Regions from separate parts of the Mus musculus genome. Here region 1 is linked to region 2. The links are chromatin contacts, called in public HiChIP or PLAC-seq maps. All regions are on one chromosome and are shown on one strand. Each heading gives the region's core, a stretch centred on a gene start, on an enhancer-like site or on the middle of the called end of the contact. The rest is flanking DNA. Distances are from core to core; before and after follow the strand shown.

The links. HiChIP or PLAC-seq counts read pairs in DNA pulled down with a chosen protein or histone mark.
Region 1: an H3K4me3 HiChIP or PLAC-seq map of intestinal crypt epithelium shows a contact between it and region 2, with 5 read pairs. The contact joins the promoter of Slc22a21 here to the enhancer-like site in region 2. A contact is called at or near these places in 12 of 39 promoter capture datasets (the 3T3-L1 cell line, 3T3-L1-derived adipocytes, the SN4741 cell line and 7 more), 11 of 484 Hi-C or Micro-C datasets (the AML12 cell line, MC3T3-E1-derived osteoblasts, the N1E-115 cell line and 7 more), 4 of 115 datasets of contacts at active chromatin or transcription factors (bone marrow-derived dendritic cells, embryonic stem cells, intestinal crypt epithelium and 1 more) and 3 of 9 other capture datasets (adipose tissue, liver and pancreatic islet).

What each region holds. Positions count from the first base shown.
Region 1 is chr11:53,978,890-53,981,589 of GRCm38.p6, forward strand. Slc22a21 (solute carrier family 22 (organic cation transporter), member 21) reads right to left here and starts at 1,444. Exons shown (of 10, transcript NM_019723.3): 1 at 576-1,444. The coding sequence starts at 968. Gm30927 (predicted gene, 30927) reads left to right here and starts at 1,142. Exons shown (of 4, transcript NR_168634.1): 1 at 1,142-1,448; 2 at 2,420-2,508.
Region 2 is chr11:53,873,459-53,876,158 of GRCm38.p6, forward strand. It overlaps Slc22a5 (solute carrier family 22 (organic cation transporter), member 5), which reads right to left. Exons shown (of 10, transcript NM_011396.3): 3 at 2,551-2,700; 4 at 1,477-1,648; 5 at 210-336. Among named protein-coding and RNA genes, the nearest start is that of Gm12216, 16 kb to the left of the region's middle. Within about 2 kb of position 1,438, at least 16 of the 459 cell types and tissues checked have an H3K27ac peak or open chromatin away from gene starts, as enhancers often do. A contact at or near this core is called in adipose tissue, intestinal crypt epithelium and stem cell-derived epiblast-like cells, where this site is marked.

The sequences.
Region 1 (2,700 bases), core at 194-2,693, 110 kb after region 2:
CTTGTCCCAGAATACTGTGGAAAAGACTCCATACCAACAAGTCACCCTGGATAGATCTGCAGACACATGGGTCCTTAAGAAGTAACAATCCATCGCTGGCAAATGGAAAACAGTTTCTCCTGGGGCATGGCAAGACTTCATTTTGGGGTAAGGATAGGTGAGGGAAGAAAGAATAACTCCAGAAAGGGTAGAGAGTTTGGAACACACGTTTCTTTAACTTTAAAAAGTTCTGCAAAGAGTCTTTCCTTTCTGAACAGAGGCTAAAACCTGTGGTCTCTTCTCTGGAGCAAGTCTGAATCCGGCCCCTCTGAATCACATCACTACCTCGAGAAAGTCCCACCACTCAGGGTCTCAGGGCATCTCCTAGGGGCAGAACCTTCTGGACTCTATCTTCAATGGGACCCTATGGACGGATGGTCTGCCAGACATTTGTCCTCTGAGGGGCGTACTATGGCTAGAAGTCATCTCATAAAATGTTCTTAAAGGATGCTCATCACCAGGGAGCTTGTGGTTAAACTAAGGAACAACCATTGCCTGCGATGTCACCAGACCCTGACAGGGGGGCTGTCACCTACCTCTGTCACGATGGTGGACAGGAAGATGTCCTTGTCGTACTCCCAGCCATCCAGGCAGTTCTCCTGCTCCAGCTGCTCCAGGTCCACGTCCCGTCCCGGCTCCAGCCCTAGCTCAGAGAAGTTGGCGATGGTGGCCAGTCGGTAGCGGCGGCATTTCTGAGGCACCTCTGGTCCGTCCTTCGTCTCCATCGGGATACTGTGGTTGCGCCACGCGCTGCTCAGGTTCACGGTGTCTGGTATCCGGCAACGGTGCTCCGGGATCGCCGTCAGGAACACGGCTGACAACCCAGTAAAGCCATTGGGGATGATGCTGGCGCTGAGCAGGAAGAAGATGAGGCGCTGGAAGGTCCCCCACTCGCCCAGGAAGGCGGTCACCTCGTCGTAGTCAAGCATAGAGTCGGCAGCCCACGGCGTCCCGCCGGGAATCCGAGGATACTCGGGCGCAGTGGGCGGCGCACGGTTTGTCCGTGCACGCGGAGCACCAGTCACTCGTCGAAGAGGAGTTCGAGAAAGCGTCGGGAGACGTTTTCCACACGGAGAAGCTCGTGAGTTCCTCCCGCCGCCTCAGACCCCGCCAGCGCCAGAGACACCGAGGACGTGAGGCCATGATGGACTCCGCGCGGAGTCTGGCCTAGACTGCAAGGCCGGCCGTGCAGTCCTGAGGCGAACCGTGGGGTGGGCGCGGCAGGAGTCTGAGTGATCCGTAGTGGGCACTGGACGCGCCTGTACGTGAGGCGGGTCTGGTCCCGGTCTCCGAGCTGGCTGGACAGTGCGGAAGCGGGATGGAGCCTGGCTTCAGAACTGCGCGGGTGTGAGGGAGCCTAGGAGTCCCTTGCCTACTACTCTGAGCTGTTCGCTGAGGAACGCCCTGAGGTAAAGTCCTTCCCAGTCGAGAGCAAGCGAGTCGGGCTGGGGGCGGGGCCGCTGTAGTCCCCGCCCCGAAGCTGCTGCTAGAGGGAGGGACGGGTCTTCTCAAGCCACACCCCCCGAGCGAGTCGGGCTGGGGGCGGGGCCGCTGTAGTCCCCGCCCCGAAGCTGCTGCTAGAGGGAGGGATGGGTCTTCTCAAGCCACAACCCCGAGCTGGTCCCCAGGGCTCCTTTGGGGGAAGTTGTGACCAAGCTGGGTGTTGACTTGGAGAAAGGCGTAGGATTTCGGTATGAAACACCCTCTCAACTTTTTGTTATGGGTCAGAAAGGGATTGTATCCCACCAAAAGTCTTCTCCTTCAATGGACCTGAGTTCAATTCCCAGCACGCATTGGAGGCTTACAACCTTCTGGTAACTCCAGTTCCGGGGGAACTAATCCCCTTTTCTGGTCCCCTGTCACATATAGTGCACAGACATACATGCAATCAAAACGCCCACTCACATAATGTCATATTATAATAATCATTAAGAGATTGAGACAAATTTTGAGGCTGTGGTCATGAGGCTGTGGGCAATGAATTTCAATTTCTAGGCTCTGTTCTGTGCTTTATGTTTTTAAAGATTAAGAAATCATTCAGTTATTCATCAAATCGACTTAAGCAAATATAAAAATTTAACTTCAAGATTAAGGATCTTAGTCTAGGATTATACCCTCAAATTAGTTATTTTTTACAGTTAATTCAGGAGCTGACTGGTGATCTACATAGTTCCAGGCCAGTCAGGACTACACAGTGAAACCCGTCTTAAAACAAACACAGAGCCTTACAATGAAATCCATTGTTTTGTGCAAATAGTATTTCCTAAAATTAAAAAGATAAGGTATAAAAATAGCAATTGTGTAATTCTAAAGTAATATTGTCAAATGAAATGAGAAGTTACATTTATAATTTTATTTATTTATTTATTTACTTATTTAGATGGGGCCTACTGTATTTCCCTGGCTTTACCTGCAACTTTGGTCACAAATGACCACCTGCCTCATCCTCTCTAGTAGCAGGGACAACAGGTGTGTACAGCAGATGCACATTATCATTAAAATTGTCTTGGTAGCTGTTGTATTCGTAACTTTTCTGGTTACAGAGACAAAAGCAATTTAAGGGAGAAGAGGTTTGGGCTTGTGCTTAGAGGGTAGAGTCGGTCACTCTGGGAAGGCCGGGTGGCAGGAGTCAGCTTGTCACAGTCGCCTCAGTCAGGAAGC
Region 2 (2,700 bases), core at 188-2,687:
TGAACTCGGGCCCTGATGCTTGGGTGGCAAGCACTTTACAGACTGAATCATCTCTCTATTCCTCCAACTTCTGCATTTTAACACCCCTTGCCTTAGGGGTGGCCATGGCTTAGGGAAGGCAAGGGCTAAGTTCCTGTGAGCTGTGTTGTATGCTGCTGACCTAAGATGGTGAGTGTGAGCCTCCCCAGCAGCATCCACGTGGCATTTACCTCACTTGGATCGAAGATAGTGGAAGGTGCAACAATCCCATTGATTTTGGCAGCTTTGCGGATGATCACCTCTGCCTCTTTAATTCGGCCTTGAGAGATGAGCCATCGTGGGGACTCAGGGATGAACCTGGAAGACAATGCAATCTAGTGAGACTTCCTGTTCACTTGCTCTCCAGAGGCTGGACTTGGCTTAGCTACATATGGTAAATGAGGCCTCAGACAGAGAGGCAGGTGTGTGGAATGTCTGGTGTTCATAAGCCAGAAATAAAGATAGCCCAGTAACTACCTGAGGTATGAGCTCTGCTGAACACTGACTGAAGTGGGCAAAACCTGAAGCGTCCTCCTATACATCCCAAGGGGATCTCCACTCTGGCTGGCACCTGCATGTCTGCAATGGCGGCGCCCCCTTCTGGGCTTTAAGGAGACAGGTACTACATGGGCTCCTGATGCCTGGCTTCTGCTGAGTCAGGCCCACCCAGATCCTGCTATGTCTACTCTGTCCCTGTGAGGCACGGGACCTTCTGCAGGGATCACTTGACATCCATCTCTTCCTTACTCCACCTCCGATTTACTCAATAGACTTGTCAGTCTCTCTCCACAAAACAGCATTGTTACCAAGGCTGGAGACTGGTGGCTATTTTCCTTATCCTTGTGACCAGGCAGCCCTCTCTCCTCTCTCATAATCAGGAACCATTGTTTCTTCTGTTCCCACTCTTGTCCAGGATGATCTCCACTGTGCAAGGGATGAGGATCTCACCCTAGTCTAGTCTAAGGAGTAATTCCTGCCAGGATTCTTCTTGGCTTGGAATAGCTTTTGCTTTACTTGCCCAATCTCCTCCTGTTGGCAGCACAGCTGGAGCCTGCCTTCCTCTGCAAGGCCATTCAAGGAAGCTCAATTTGGAACTCTCCCTCTCTTTACTTCCCAACCCCCCTGGTCTGGGGCCTCAGCATCAAGCAGCTACAGCCCAGGTCTTGCTGGGATGGGAGAACTTCCCAGAGGTTTGGCTGGTCTCTATCTGCTTGCAGCAAATTCTTAGCTTAACCTAGAACAGGGCAGAGGAGATGCCCACTTATGTGTTGGGATTCTGTGCTTTTTTGGCTTTTCTGAGTATAGAAAGATTTTATAAATTGACTTAACAAATAATTTGCACCCCCTTTTTCTGTGATCTAGAATTGGAATTTGAGGGCTACTGCTGCCCTCTACTGGATATGACACAGAAGCCACCCCACAGGGTAGGCAGCCCAAGGGCCAGGGCCACACACTCACCACCAGAGAGCCCCACATAGCACCCCTGGCACAGTGAGCGCCAGCAGCAGCATCCTCCAGTCTCTGATGAAGTATGCAAACAGTGGCAGCACCATGAAGCCAAACGCATAAAATATGCAAACTCCTAAGGTGGCGAATATAATTCGAATTGACTTGGAAAGAATTTCTGTTCCTGTTCAAAACAAGGAAGAGTCAAGTTAATTATTAACGAGGGTTATTTCCTTATGAATCTTCTGTGATATCATTTTTAACATAGAGACAAGGAGGGAGCCACAAGTAGCTCTGTGTTGAGAGTCTTTGTGAAGGGTTACATCTGAACTAAGTCTGCTCTGATTTGCTCCTAGGGTTTTCCTCTGAGGTCTATGGATAACAGTTCTCTTATGAAAACATCATCACCACCCTCAGACACATGCTAAAGAGCATTAGGCCCCTGTAAGTCCTTACACAAGGAAGAACTAATCAAAGGCAAAGTCACTACTAAAGCCACACATGCTAACTATTATCCTTTGTGGAAAAATGTTCTAGTAACTGCGAAAAGAAAACAATCACCCTCCCCATTATACAGCCGAAGGAAGCCAGTGTCTCACTGGTTAGAGCAAGGCTCTTCTAAACAGAGAGACGGGAAGCTTTCCAGTGGGGACAAGGTAGCTTGTCTAAGTCATAGCTTTGAAGGGTAGACTGACCAAAACCTGAACTGGACTGCTCAACTCACTCTCCTTGCCAGACACTGATAGCCACCAATGCTCTGCAGCACCTCTTTCCTGGGTAGTCTGCCCATCGTGGCCCATCTCCCCTTGGTGTGCCTCCTTCTTTCTTGTTACCTAAGCCCTTTCTATGCAAGCCTTTAAAAAGAGAATCCTAGTTAATGACTGAAGTACTAATAAGGCCAAGAGGCCACAACTCAGAGGCCAGAAGAACTGGACATCAGAAGTCAGAACCATTGTTAGGCTCAATTGCTTATCTGGTAAACTAGGTTTATTTACTAGGGAATTCTAGTCACAAGGGACATCACAACTTGTCTCCAGTCAAGTGAAACACAGGATCAAGTACTCAACTCCAACCTGATGTCCATACCCAGGACAAATGCTGCCACGTAGTTGGAGATCTGACCCATGCCAACAAGGACAAAAAGCACTGTAAACATCTCGAAGTTCACAGAGAAGACCTGCAGGAAGCTGAAGCCAGTCTGCATGCCCATGGTCAAAAACAGCACATTCTTGCGAC